Regions from separate parts of the Mus musculus genome. Here regions 2 and 3 are each linked to region 1. Evidence: chromatin contacts called from public promoter capture Hi-C data. All regions are on one chromosome and are shown on one strand. The core of a region is the stretch at or near the end of the contact, and the rest is flanking DNA. Distances in the headings are between cores, read along the strand shown. Region 1 holds the start of Lamc2 (laminin, gamma 2). Region 2 holds the start of Rgs8 (regulator of G-protein signaling 8). Region 3 has its middle 9.0 kb from the start of Ncf2.

The links. Promoter capture Hi-C pulls out the DNA fragments that hold promoters and counts their contacts.
Region 2: a contact with region 1 is called in a promoter capture Hi-C map of hippocampal neurons, with 4 times the contacts expected there. The contact joins the promoter of Rgs8 here to the promoter of Lamc2 in region 1.
Region 3: a contact with region 1 is called in a promoter capture Hi-C map of embryonic stem cells, with 3 times the contacts expected there. The contact joins the enhancer-like site here to the promoter of Lamc2 in region 1. A contact is called at or near these places in 2 of 39 promoter capture datasets (cranial neural crest and embryonic stem cells), 2 of 484 Hi-C or Micro-C datasets (embryonic stem cells and nephron progenitors), 10 of 115 datasets of contacts at active chromatin or transcription factors (embryonic stem cells, extraembryonic endoderm stem cells, pancreatic cancer cells and 1 more) and 1 of 9 other capture datasets (embryonic stem cells).

The regions. Positions count from the first base shown.
Region 1 is chr1:153,184,635-153,189,278 of GRCm38.p6, reverse strand. Lamc2 (laminin, gamma 2) reads left to right here and starts at 2,832. Exons shown (of 24, transcript NM_008485.3): 1 at 2,832-3,025; 2 at 3,178-3,370. The coding sequence starts at 3,292.
Region 2 is chr1:153,650,983-153,655,626 of GRCm38.p6, reverse strand. Rgs8 (regulator of G-protein signaling 8) reads right to left here and starts at 2,590. Exons shown (of 7, transcript NM_026380.3): 1 at 2,272-2,590.
Region 3 is chr1:152,788,814-152,793,457 of GRCm38.p6, reverse strand. No RefSeq gene overlaps it. Among named protein-coding and RNA genes, the nearest start is that of Ncf2, 9.0 kb to the left of the region's middle. Within about 2 kb of position 2,502, at least 54 of the 459 cell types and tissues checked have an H3K27ac peak or open chromatin away from gene starts, as enhancers often do. A contact at or near this core is called in embryonic stem cells, extraembryonic endoderm stem cells, nephron progenitors and 1 more, where this site is marked.

The DNA of each region.
Region 1 (4,644 bases), core at 1,583-4,082:
TCTAAATGGAAGCACTGAACCTTAGGCAAGCAAATCTGTGTATGGAATTTCCAGCTTGAGGATCGTGTGGTGGACCATGCCTATAATCCTAGGAGGAGGTGGAGGCAGGAGCATAGGAACTGAAGGCTATCCTTCCATATACAGTGAGTTTGAGGCTAGCCAGGGAAGGGGGTTGTGGGCAGAGAGCTGCGTAAATGGTAAAAATGCAAGTTAGTTAATAACTAAATGAATCTGGGTGATTTAGACATGAACTAAGACAATAGGGTCCCTGGAGTTCAAGACTAAAATTAAAATCAGCAAAAAGGTTGAAGCAAGGCATTTACTCATAAGGTGTTTGTTGGTGGCAAAACCAGACTGGCTGGTGCTCAGACAGCGATAGCAGCTTTGCCCCGCCACCACTAATGGTTGCAACAGTGAGTATATTATTGTAGGGCATGGAATAGAGTGTGTGCCTGGGCTGTTCCTAGCTCTGTCATTAACTCATCTGCACTTCTCAACAACCCTACTAGATGTGTATTTTATCATTTTCCCCATTTTCTAGAAGAAACCATAGCTCAAAGAAACCCAAATAACTTGCCTTGATAATGACAAGTGTGGGATTTGGAATGGGGACACAGAGCCTTGGCTTTGACCCCTGGAGTCCTTTTAGATCCAGTGATGCACTGGAGAAGCCTTCTGAATAAAAGGCATGAGGCCCGAGCAGAGGACTCAAGCCCAAGGTGAGGGATTGTTTACATGGGTGAAGAATGAGATATGGAGTCCAACAGGAGAGTGCCTACTGATGGTGTAGGATCCTGCACTGTCCACAGAAATGAGGCACTGATTGATCTGGACCCAAGATGCCTGCTGCCTTCTGACTCCCTCTGCCCAAGTGACTAGTGGGTTTTTTCAGATCTAACATCTTGGGGAAATCACAAGCATTTGTGCAGAGTCCTATGTGACTTGGTTTCCTGGATGAATGCCAAGAGTCCACAGTCTTGCCCTGCTGTGATGGATGTTGGCCATACCTTGATGGCTGTTGATGACTAACCTTAGATTGCACTCAGCTCGTTCAGTATTGTGAGCTTATCTTTCTCTACGGCACTTTTTAATCTGACTATCAAAGTGCTATGAAGTGCGAAGCCAGATTGCCTGGCTTTGCATCTTGGCTTTGCCATTCTTAGCATGCTGCCTAACCTTTCCTGGCCTGTGGCATAGGGACATTGGTACTATACCTCATTTACAGGGTTCTATTGAATGTTAAAAGGACTACTATGTATGCCAGACTTATTTATGCCAGCAATAAATGACAGATAGGTCTCTTTGTTACTATTATTATCACTAAAGAGGGTAGCAGATGAAAATGAAAGCATTTGAGATATGATAGACAATGAAAATCTGTGCTAAAAAACAAATTTTGCCTTTAAGGTTTGATTTTGCAGGGCCCTATGCCCTGCTCCTCCAACACTGTGTACCTGGACTTTTCTAAAACAAGAAGTATCAATATTTTCAGTTAGTGGATGGTAGATATGCAAGGATCATAGCACTCAGAAACAAGTGTGCTCCCTCTCTCTCTCTCTCTCCCTCTCCCTCTCCCTCTCCCTCTCCCTCTCCCTCTCCCTCTCCCTCTCCCTCTCCCTCTCCCTCTCCCTCTCCCTCTCCCTCTCCCTCTCCCTCTCCCCCTCTCTCTCTGTCCACCGCATAGCTGCTACTGGAAGAAAAAAATTATAGATGCCTGCTCTCAAGGAACTGAAGTGTTAGCAGTAGCTGGGCACTGATTCTGAGTGAGAAGAATCTCCACATTATTTGGACAGAGCAGAAGAGAGTTGAGTCTAGGTTAAGAAAATTAGAATATCCATTCTGTTGCTCATTTTGCGCTAGATTTTAGAGATGTCGGCTTGTCTGCAGTACCCTATCTTGCCTCTGTTGCTCTTCAATGCTTTGTCTACTTCCTGGTTAGAACTAGGTATCTAGTTCAGACTCCATGTTCTGTACAAAGCCAGCCACATCTCTCCTGGTCAGCCTACACTGGTCACTATCACACTTAGAAATGGGAGTTCTCACACCCTTTGACAATATGTATGGATTACGTTGTTAGTTATCTTAGAGTGTTAAGCTACGGAACTATCTATGGTACAGTCATTCATTTAGTCAGTGACTAGGTATTTATTTAGGGCCTCTGCTGTCCTTACCATGAGGAAAAGAAGTGGTTATTGGTTGTAATGGATACGTTGTGTCTACATAAATACTAGTAAATCCTAAGTCTATAGCAGGATTTAAGAGCCTTCTCTGACAGTCACTTCTGCATTATTCACTGTAGGAGAAGTTCCCAGGACAGTGTGGGATAAGCCAAGATTTGCATCCCCTCCCCCACTTGGTGTTACTCACTTCAGCTAACACCGGGCTTGGCTGGCACTATCCCTCTTAACGTTATTTTCTAGCGGGGCCAGAGAGAATGTCGTGAAAAATATGCTCTGAGATGTTAAAAGACTAAGAAACCTTTTCTCTTATGAGCAGAAGGCTTGTTGAATATCAACTGTGAACTAGTTCGTAACAGTTTAATGAGTTTGCTTAATGAGTTTGCTAGTTCAAGGTTAAGGGGGTAGATAGACCCAGGAGAGCAACCTTTGGGTCACCCTGGTGTGTGTGTGTGTGTGTGTGTGTGTGTGTGTGTGTGTGTGTGTGCTTAGAAGTGAGTAAAATCAGAGGTATGTATACGTGCTGTATCTCAGAATAAAAGTTACCCTGAGAGTGAAGAGGATCGATCCTGTTGGGCCCCTCAGCCTGGTTAATTTGCCTGTGTTTTAGACTAGAGTGGAAGGGGCGTCCAACTGTGACTGGAATGGATGTCTGTGCCCTTGAGACTCCCTCGCCCCCTCCGGTTTTGAGGAAGGGGTGGCTGATATCTACAACCTGAGTTCTGCCCAGGACCACCCCGGGAGAGAACGGCTGTGTGTAGCGGGGTGCGGGTGGAGGGAGGGGATATGGCACATTCCAGAAGGATCTCTGGACCGCAGCCTCAGTACCACGCCCTCGGCGGGGCCAGGTGTGCTCCCCGGTTGCGGAGGGGGGAGCCCGGGGCCGCAGCGAGCGGGTTTACTGCTCGGCATGCGCTGAGTGTTTGTCTGCCTCGGAGGGTTGGGTCCTCCTTGTTCACAGGTGAGTCACGCCCCGAAACACCGGCTCTCTTCCTGTCAGGACTGAGTCAGGGAGAAGAGTCGATAAAACACCTGATCGAGGGAAAAGGAAGGCACAGCAGAGCGAAGACTCGGCGCCCGGCAGGCACCCGCAGCGGCGGAGCGCGGCCCGGCCATGCCTGCGCTCTGGCTCAGCTGCTGCCTTGGTGTCGCGCTCCTGCTGCCCGCAGCCCAGGCCACCTCCAGGAGGGAAGGTGAGTGCTCCCACCGCGCCTCCAACTTGCCCTTCCCTGCACACGGTGTTGGTGGCTGAATTCACCTCGAGGATCCACACTCGGTCAGGTCAAGGATCTGCAAAGAGCCTATCTCCTCCCTACCTGGGGCTCCTGTACAGTCGCGCTCTAAAGTGACAGTTTTCCCATAAAGCCAAGGGAGTTAAAAACACGAAGCTAATGGGTTGTGCCAGCTGAAGGTTTCCTTGCCCTAAAGCCATTCCTCTTTCAATTCCCTCCCTTTCTTTTCTTTGGCAACAGGGGACCCCTCCACACCCGTTCAATCAGTAACATGCTAGTCTTTAAACTGTCCGGTCCCTGTAATTTACCAGTGGGAGTTAGGTGGGACTTTTTCCATGCCCGGCAGCACCACACAGACTAAAAACAGAACTTCCATAATCCCCTTGTTATCCATGTTGTATTTTTGAGATAGAGCGTGAACTTTAAGCGTTTTAGTAATACCCGAAACTGCAAGTGTTACTTCTAAGAACAGTTTCGCCTCCCAGGTATTTATTGGACTCAAACTTCAAGTAACATTTACTCCTACCGAGAGCACCCGGTGGCTGTCATGTCCTGAGGAGTTAAGGTCATATAAACAAAATCTGCGAGAACTTAGCGACTGTTTTTCGTGTGTATGTGTCCTGTCAACTATGATGACACCTAGTGCGGGGGTTTCTCTGTCTCTTAGCTGAAGCGCTTTCCTCTGATCACCCAACTTTTCACATTCATAGTTACTGTTGCTTCCTGCTCTCCATGGTGTTCCAGTCACCACTGCCAGGGATCGGAAGCCATGATGCTCGATCATGTATAATTGTCACCAAAAAGGAGTAACTGGCATGATAGCCATGTTCATTTTCTTGACAATAGTAACCATTTCACTAGTCCTGTCAAAACCTGTTGTGTAGCTCAGATATGTAAGATGAACTTTAAAACAAAAAAATGTATGAAAGTGGTCATGTCGAGAGGGCTCCCCCTGAGTCAGGATAAACTGGTTGAAACCTAGTAGAAAACATTCTGAGAGTGAAAACAGTCTCTGAATATTAGAATTAAAAGTAACTTCCAGTGGATCAGCAATTAAGAATCCTTTGATTGAAAAGATGAGCAGTTGGCAGTGTTTTTGCACAAGGCCACCCAGGCAGCTATTGGCAGTGGCAGAACCTTTGATCCAGGTGTTCTTAGCTTTTTTGACCTCATTATAAAAGTAATATGTATATATATATATATATATATATATATATATATATGTGTGTGTGTGT
Region 2 (4,644 bases), core at 1,341-3,840, 470 kb before region 1:
AGCCGAACTTGATTGTGGTTTTTAACCTCACTGAGCCTCATCTTATCTCCCAAGAACTTGGACATTAAACCTCACGACAAAGGGAAAGTTCCGAGCAAAGTATCTTGGGACATCTTCATCCCAGGAGGCTATTTTGTCTCATCCCTTTTAGCTGACTCTCACCAAAACTTTCAGAAATAACTGGACATTTGCAATTGTTCCCATTTTCCAGATGACCGAAGTGAAGCTGCCCAGTGACTCTGGGTAAAGGGCCCCAGGAAATTAGCTAATGACACTAGGAAGCCAGCAATCCAGCGTCACCAGAACCTTTTCTACCCTGCCAGCACATTCTTTGCACCTCTACCTGTTGCGTCCTCATTGAGATCACGGTTTTAGGAAGAAGGGATTTCATAAAACATGTTCTGCTTAGCCAGCCAGCCACACTCTCGGGGGTCTGTGACGAGTGCCTGGCATTCATAACACAGCTATTGTGGCTAAGGACCCATCCCAGGGGTCACTGAGCCGTGAGAGAAAGACTCTGCCACCATTAGCAGGTGGTTTACTGAACCGAATCTGCGTATATTTTCAAACTCCTTTTGTGTTGCTGGTCATGGCGATGGATAATATCGTCAACTTGACAAGATCTAAAATCACCTAAGAGATAAACCTCTGGGCATGTCTGCATCCTGTTAATTGAGGCAGAAAACCACACTCTGTGGGTGGCAACATTGTATGGGCTGGTATCCCAGACAGAATAAAAAGGAGCTATGGAGTTGACCACCCACATCCATCTCTCTCTGCTGTCTACTGCAGAAACAATGTGACCAGAGGCTTCATATTCCTGCAGTCATGGCTTCCTCACCATGATGGGCTGCACCCTCATACTGTGAGCCAGTATACGCCCTCCTTCAAGTTGCCTTTGTCAGGTATTTTATCACAGCAACAGGAAAGTAGTTAATGCGGGCACTTCATTAAATAATAATAATAATAGGAATAAGATAAAGCTGAAAGGGTCTGATAGCCAGGAGCACTGGCGTTGGCCTGGCAGTACTGAGATATAGGCCATTGAAAGCATATTCCCCAGTCACCTGACTCCCACCTAGCCCCAACCCTGACACAAGGTAGCCTACTCCGAGAGTAAGCGGAGAGACACAGCTAGCGAAGACTAGACTACATGGATGGGCATGGGCTGTGGTGATTTCCAAAAGGATAATAATAGCTGCCTTGGGCACAATCCCACGTCGCCTGTTTTCAGAGGTTTAGCTTTTCCGAATCGCTGATCCAACTTTGGAAATAGAGGTTATGCTCCCCCGCCCCTGTATCCTCTGAGAAAACCCTAAAGGTTTCCAAATCTGTAAGAACAAGTGGCCCCCAACTTAAGTCAAGTTGCAGGCTAGGTTAAGCTTCATGGCATTTCTGCAGCTGGAAGCCTCCCTCACAAAGTCAGACAGAACACACCAGAACCTGAAAGCCCACTCTTCAGTATATGGCCAGACAATAGGTGGATGTTAAGTCGTTCTAACACAGCAAGAAAAACCAACAACCTCCTTCCCCCAACATGACACCCCCCATTTCTGTCTCCCCCCCCCCCAGCAAAAAAAAATCAGCAGCTACCATGCCAGGGAGCCATCACCTCCTGTTGCTGGTATGTGTGCCCCTAACTTGCCACTTAGGAACTGGCACCCCCACCCCTGGATTCATTTTAATCTCCCTCCAGTTCACTGTCATTGTGAGTCCTTTTGCATCGGAATGTGTCACTAAGTGTTAGTCACCAGCAGAGCTGACCTGCTTGGCTGACTAGAAACAAGACAGATGCTATGTGCAGCCAGGCTGCTGTGCAAGCGACCCCTGTTCCAAACAACAGCTGAGCTGAATGGAAATAAATATAAGAAACCCGTGGCACCGTGCAGACATCAACTGACAATATTTTCAGGGACACCCCCTCCCCGCCAAGAAATCTGAGGCCAGAAACAGGATCCTTGTTTGACAGAAAGCAGACTTTGGGGGTCCTGAGGAGTTGAGGCTGAGGCAGATAGGAAAAAAAAAAGGAAAGGAAAGAAAGAACCCTCCACTAACTAGAAAGAAATGCTATTCCTGCATCCTTACTAGGATCAGGGTAACAGGGCTTGCCCTCCCTGCTCCGAGCAGCTCTGAGAGAAAATAAGTGGAGATTATGAGAGGAGGACGTGCCTTTCTGCTCTCTGTTGTCTGTCCTGCTTCTCCCAGTAAGCCTCAGCGGGCCGGCCCAGGGATCCATCCAGACCCTGCAAGAAACAGGCATTCTCATCTTACCTGCCTGGCGGTGGGCAGCGCAGCTGGAAAGATGTGGCTGGTGCCGGCAACAGCAGTGCATGGCTCGGTGAAACCCTGAGTGACAGAGTCGGCCCTCTCCTGGTACATGGGTGAGGGTAGTGGAGCGTGGCCGCCTCACCTCGGGCCCCTAGAAGAGCTCCTGCACCATGCTGCTCTGGAGGGCTCTGCTCTGCGCCGGACTTTGCATCTCATGAAAAGGGAAAGAGCTAGCGAGCGCAGGGGAGGGAGCGGGGAGGCAGAGGGAGGGGAGAGGGGCACTCTGACAGATGATGCGCAGCCACGCAGTTGGGGGAGGACCGCAGGCTCCAACGGGATGGCAATGTCTGTGTGGCTCTCTGCTGACGGCTTGAATCCAAGCGCTACCTCCGGAGCGGCTGGTGGCTCTGCGAAGTTCAGCCAAGAACAGAGAGCATAAGGGTGTGACTGCGGTCATCAACCTGGGTGAGATCTGCTTTCCACTGACCACACCAAGGCAGGAGCGTTGGCTTGGTGACATAGGGAAGGGAGAAACACGGTCCCACATTCCTGGTCCAGCTTCAAGGTTGTCCCTCCCCATTCAGTAAAAAGCCATTTAGATTTAGGATTGAGAATGGCCAGGCAATTTGTGTCAAGCACAGCTCCAACTTTCTCAAAGATGAGGAAAATAATAGACATGGATGGGAACTAGACAGCAAATGGTCAGTGTCCTTTGTCACCCTGTGCAGAGGCAAGCCAGACTGCTCCCTCGGCCACATGCACAATGGGTTACCAGGGGTCTGTGTTGTCAAGAACAGGATCAAAAAAAGATGTTCAGAAGAGTAGAGCGAACATGCCATTTGATGCTTCTGTCTGTACAGTTCCACTGAGGTAGGAACACAGCCTTCTGGCTAGCTAAGCATCAGACATGGGGGCCCTTCGCAGGATTCTAGAGTGTGTCCATTCATTCGATGGGTTCATGGCACCAGCCACGGGCTGACAGTCACTGGTTCTGTTTACAACCATGGCCAGACAGAGAAGGTGACCAGGAGCACACAAACAGTGGAAGAGAGAAGAGACCAAAGGAAGCTGTGACTGGGGTACGCACCATCAAGCACAGCTAATGAAGGATAGAGAGACCCCAAACAACGGCCTTCTTGGGAGGGAGATGATGGTCTGCAGAGGATAAACATGTGACTGATTCCGATGTCCAGGGAACCATCCTTCCCTCCTCAGTCAAGCCTCTCTCCAAAGGATGTGACTAGCACTGACTGTAGACACCAAGCCCCATGACCTGTCAGACTCCCGTCTCCGATAGATGCTCATATCATCCCTCTGCTGCTACCTAAAATGTTGCTCCATTTCAGCACAGTCAGGTCAATATATCATGCCACGGTTATGAGTCTACTATGTGCTATGGGTGATGTTGAGGGAATAGATATCCTTGCTGTGCCAGATGACTGGAGGAAGGGACAGAGATTCAGGCGGCCGGTTCACACATAAATGAGCAAGGTGTTCAAATCACTGATGGAGGGAGAAGAGGAAGAGGAATTCCAACTGGGAGGTCAAGGAGAGAGAGGGTACTTTCCTTCTTGCTGTATACTGATGGCTGCTTCTCCTGTTTTTGAGGGGCTAAAAGGTCCATGACACCTCACTTGAACCCCCCCCCGATCATGTGACACTCCCTCTGTTCTCTGTACATGCCCTCTAAAATCTTCTTGGATTGAAAGTAAAGACCAACCCTTTTAGAGAGACAGATGTCTCTCCTCTCTCTATTGGTCCAGCAGGGTCCAGCCAGTGCTGGTCCTTTTCTCAAGTGAAAGGAATTAACCCCCATCCCGGACATTCCTGAAACACTTTTATTACTTACGTGAAAAATATTGCATCTCAAGCAGATTCCCTGTCACACCGGGAAATTGGCAGGTCTTGCATGCACGTGAGGACATCTAAGTCAAGAGTATGATTATGTCATCATTTTTCACACTATCACACAAGCAGAAAGTAGTTTGGTTTAGTTTGTTCTTTGTTTTAAGATAAGGTCTCTCCATTATGTAGCCCCAATTATCCTGGAATCTCATGTGTAGACCAGCCTGGCCTCCAAATTTTCAGAGATTCGCCTTCTGATACTGGAGTGCCCGGCCAAAATATCTTTTTTTTTTTTTTGTAGAGGACACTAGAGCAAATGGAACGGAGGATTCAGCCATGTGCCTTAGGACTGAGAGAAGAAATAGTACAGAAATGGAAGGATCTGCTTAGCGAATGGATTTGTGAAACAAAGCAGGGTCAGACAGCAGAATGTGCCCGGCTTGTCAAAGCCTCAAAAATGGATTTTGCTTTAAAGAACAGAAACCCTTTCATCTTAGAATCCGCAGCACTAGATAAGCACCCAGAATGTGC
Region 3 (4,644 bases), core at 1,253-3,752, 400 kb after region 1:
CCCTGTCTGAGTCTCTGCCCTGACTTCCCTTAGCAATGGAATGTGGCTTGAGGTTGTAGGGAGACTTTTGGAACCTAATTTCCCAGTCCCCTAGGCTTCCCAGGGAGCCTTAATTGGCTAGATGCTGGGTCTGGAGGCCCTGAGCTCTGTAGAAGCTTTCGATACATATGACCCTTTCACCTTGAGTTTTACCCAAGAAAGCACTGCACTGGGAGCCAGAGATGCTGGATTCAACTCCTACATTTGTCATGCGCCACATAAGGAAACTCTTCCTTGGCTCCTCCTATTCATGGGTCTTAATCTCACTGTCTGCTAAACAGTTATAAGAATTTCTAACCTGCAGCTTCCTTGCCAGATGGTAATAATGCCCTTATGATGGAAAAGTCGAACAAGCGAACAAGTGATCTTTTGTCCCCGGAGCCCTGATGCTCTGTCCTGACATTCCCTTCCTCCTACCCCATGCTGGTTTGAGCTAAGAGCTCACAGTGTGCTGGTCACCACCCCCTCAGCTGGCCCCAGGAACTCTCAATTGCACCTCTGTCCAAGCTGCCAGTCCCGTTCTCTGAGGCACACTGGATCACAACAGTTGGCTGTGTAACCGTTTCCTCTTGGGGGTTCTTAGAAAACAACACTTAGCAGAACAGTTATGCGGCAGTCCGATGAAAGCCGTGGATGGCGATACTCTGTTTAGGATCCTTACACGATGCCCTTTTTAAAAACACAAATCTCTGGAGTTGGTACTTTGGGATCAATTTTTCCTGCATCCCCCCTTGCTTTGGATTGTATGCTTGGAGGGAAAGCGTCTCCTTCTTCCAGCATGGCTGTCTTGATCTCCATTTACACCCCATACACACTCACTGGGACATAAAATCCTGGGAGGAAGATGAAGGGAATGAAATACATATATTTTTTAAAGATTTATCTATTTATTTTATGTATGTGAGTACACTGTAGCTGTACAGATGGTTGTGACCCTTCATTTGGCTGTTGGGAATTGAATTTTAGGACCTCTGCTCGCTCCGATCAATTCCGCTCGCTCAGACCCTGTCTGCTCCAGCCAAAGATTTATTTATTATTATAAATAGGTACACTGTAGCTGTCTTCAGACACACCAGAAGAGGGCGTCAGATCCCATTACAGATGGTTGCGAGCCACCATGTGGTTGCTGGGATTTGAGCAGTCAGTGTTCTTAACCGCTGAGCCATCTCGCCAGCCTGAAATACATATTTAAGTTTTTAATATTTATTTGGCGTGGAGGCAAAGGAGGCACACGGAGAAGTCAGGGGATGGTTTATGGGAGCAAGGGGGTTCTGGGAATTAAACTCAGGTCATCAGATTTGGTAGCTCCTCTATCTGCTGAGCTATCCTACCAGCCTGGAATGAAGTGTTTCAAGTCTTGTCACTAGCAGGGCAAGGATTCATATTAAAAAGCCACTGTAGGAAGATGGAGAATTAGCTCAGCTATTAAGAACATTTGCATTTGCAGAGGACCTGGGTTCAGTTCCCAGCGCCCACACAGTGATTCACAAACATCCATATCTTCAGGTCCCGGAGATCCAACACTCTCTGACCTCATCAGGCTATACACGTGGTGCACATATACACATGCAGCTAAATTACTCAAACACATAAAATGTTGTAAATACACATCAACAGCTTCTTGAAAAGGAAGCTGTTGTAGTGTCTCGGGTAGGGATAACGATGCTGGAATAGTGCGAGAAGAGAAGCTGAGTGTGGCTACCCGGCAACAGGGGGAGGAGGATGTGGACCCCCAACTGCCCTAGCAAGTGCAGCGCTAGTCCATGTAAACTTGCACTTTTACATTGCTACTAAAGTCATGCTTCTGGCTCTCCCAGAGCACAGAGCTGAGGCTAGCTGCCATGGCCATTGTTGTGGTTGTTGCTGTTGGTATTTCGTCTCTGAGAAAATGTCCCTGGGGCCTGAGAAGAATGAGGGCAACACAGGACCATAACTCTTCAGAGAGGGAGGAGAGGAGATCAAAGGCTTGGGTGAGGTCACTGGCGGAGCTGGGCAGTGAATGGGGGATGAGAGGGAGGCAGTGAGAGGTTGGAATGTGCTGAGGTGGTAGTGGGAGCTAAGGAGACAAAAGAGGGACTGCTTTCCCCAGTAATCTTTGAGATGCAAGGGAGTGTTCCCCACATTTTGGAGAGTTTGACGCTCCAACAGGTGGGGCTGGCACATCACCCCTGATCCCGTTTCTCCCTTACTGTGGGCCTCAGGCAGGTTCAAGAGTCTGAAATGTTCCTCTCCATGTTATCTGCTCCTTCCTCCTACAGAGAACGGAAGCAGCTACTTGAGGCGAGCCACAGCTCAGATCATGGAAATCAGTATGCAAGCCCAGGAGAACTGCAGGGTGAGTGTCATGATAAGAGACTCCCGGGAATTCTTTCCAGGGGTGGTGTGGTATGCACTTCAGACCCAGGGTCCAATGTTTAGATGTGGAACATGCCTCAGAGGCAGTGAAGACAGATGTGAAGAGAGCAGTGACCAATTTAGCCGTCTAAGGGCTCCCCAGTAGGTGTGCAGATGAGGGAGGGGCCAGCTAGGGATGTAATAGGGCAGAGGTTTAGAATTCCTTCGGGGCAGCAGGAAGCTGGTGCGAACTCTCCCAATACCAGTTCCTCTCCGAAGGCTTAATGTACTTTGTGGGCATCAGTTCATTGTTTCTAACAACAACAACAACAACAACAACAACAACAACAACAACAACAACGCTGATAACCAAAGAGCTTTCCCCAACGAGCCTTGGAGTCTGTAACTTGTTCAAGGTTTGTGACCTTAAATATGGCTGGGACCTGTCAGCTTGCAAAGCTGGCGCTCTGTGAAAGCGAGCGAGACGGAGAAGACCACTCCCAAAGCACTGCACCCAGTCACGCTATGCTGTTTTCCTTAATAGGTCAGTTTGTCAAAGGCAATTCAGCTGTAAACCCGTTTTATTTCCCCTAATAAAAAACAAACACTGCCACCTGGAGGGATGGCTTAGCGATTAACACCACTTGATGGTCTTGCAGAGGACCTGCCTGGTTTCCAGCACCATTATAGTAGCGCAGACTATGTCTGTAGCTCCAGTTCCAGGGGATCTAATGCCCTCTTCTGGTTTCCTTGGACACTGCATGTACGGAATATGTATAGCTACACAATGACGGGCAAAACGAAACGTTCATGCACATACAATTGGAGGAAAAAAAAAACAGAACAAAACAATAAGCACTGAGCTAGCAAGATCACTTAGTGTTTAAAGTGTTTTCCACACAAGGAAGAGGACATGAGTTCAAGTCCTCAGAAGCCATGTAAAGCCGGGAGTGATGGCGCACGCCTTTAATCCCAGCACTCCGGAGGCAGAGGCAGGTGGATTTCTGAGTTCGAGGCCAGCCTGGTCTACAAAGTGAGTTCCAGGACATCCAGGGATACACAGAGAAACCCTGTCTCGAAAAACAAAACAAAACAAAAAAACAAAAAAGAAAAAGAAAAAAGAAAGAAAGAAGCCATGTAAACAGCTGGATGTGGTGGCAGGACTTGTCTGTAATCCCAGGAGAATCCCTGGAAGTTTGCAGGCCAGCTAGCCTGGCAGGCAAAGCCACAAGCAAGAGACTCTGCCTCAAACAAGGTGGAAAGTTAGGATCGACATTCTAGGTTATCCTCTGATTTCCAGACCCCTTCTCTCTCTGTCTCTGTGTCTCTGTCTCTCCCTGCCCTCCCCCCCATTAAAACAACACCACAAAGCAACCAACATCCAAGCTACCAACCAACACACAACAACAACACACCAACATGAAGCTCTCTCATGAATGATGATACTGTAGCTAGGGAAGGGGATGATGTGGCTTATAGAGATGTCAGTAAACTCTGACCCTGCCCTAAATGACTGAAGTTCTTCCACTGATGCTGTATAAGAGCTGCTGTTTCCTCTGTACATCTGGGAGTCAGCATGACCTCTGCAGCTGGAGTAGAGAAGGTTGGGAGCTCCTGAGGTCAGGAACTCGACTGGGGTGGGTGCCAGATGGGTATGGGGTGGGTATGGGGTGGGTATGAGGGGGAGAGTAGGATATGGGGGGTGATAACACATACCTGATCCCCAAGATACCTCCTGCTTGATTCACAGCCTTCTGACAGTTTAGTTTAGATAAACTAGAAATGTTTCTTAAGGGGCTGGAGAGATGGCTCAGAGGGTAAGAGCACTGACTGCTCTTCCAGAGGTCCTGAGTTCAAATCCAAGCAACCACATGGTGGCTTACAACCATCTGTAATGAGATCTGATGCCCTCTTCTGGTGTGTCTGAAGACAGCTGCAGTGTACTTACATAAAATAATAAATAAATCTTTAAAAAAAAAAAAAGAAAAAAAAAGAAATGTTTCTTAAGCCCATCATCTCAAGCAGGGTTCTACAAATGTAAATTAATGGAAAAATAAGCAAAAGTAGCCAGATTGGGTAAAAAAAAAATGCCTGGAATCATTTGGATTCTTTGTTTCCTGATTAAGCTGTGGTAGTTCAGCCTCCACAGGATCTGGCTCCCTTGGTCTTACACTGTTTCTTGTTTTTGTTTTGTTTATTTATTTTAATGTGCATTGGTGTTTTGCCCGCATGTATTTCTGTGTGAGGGTGCCAGAAGCCCTGGAACTGAAG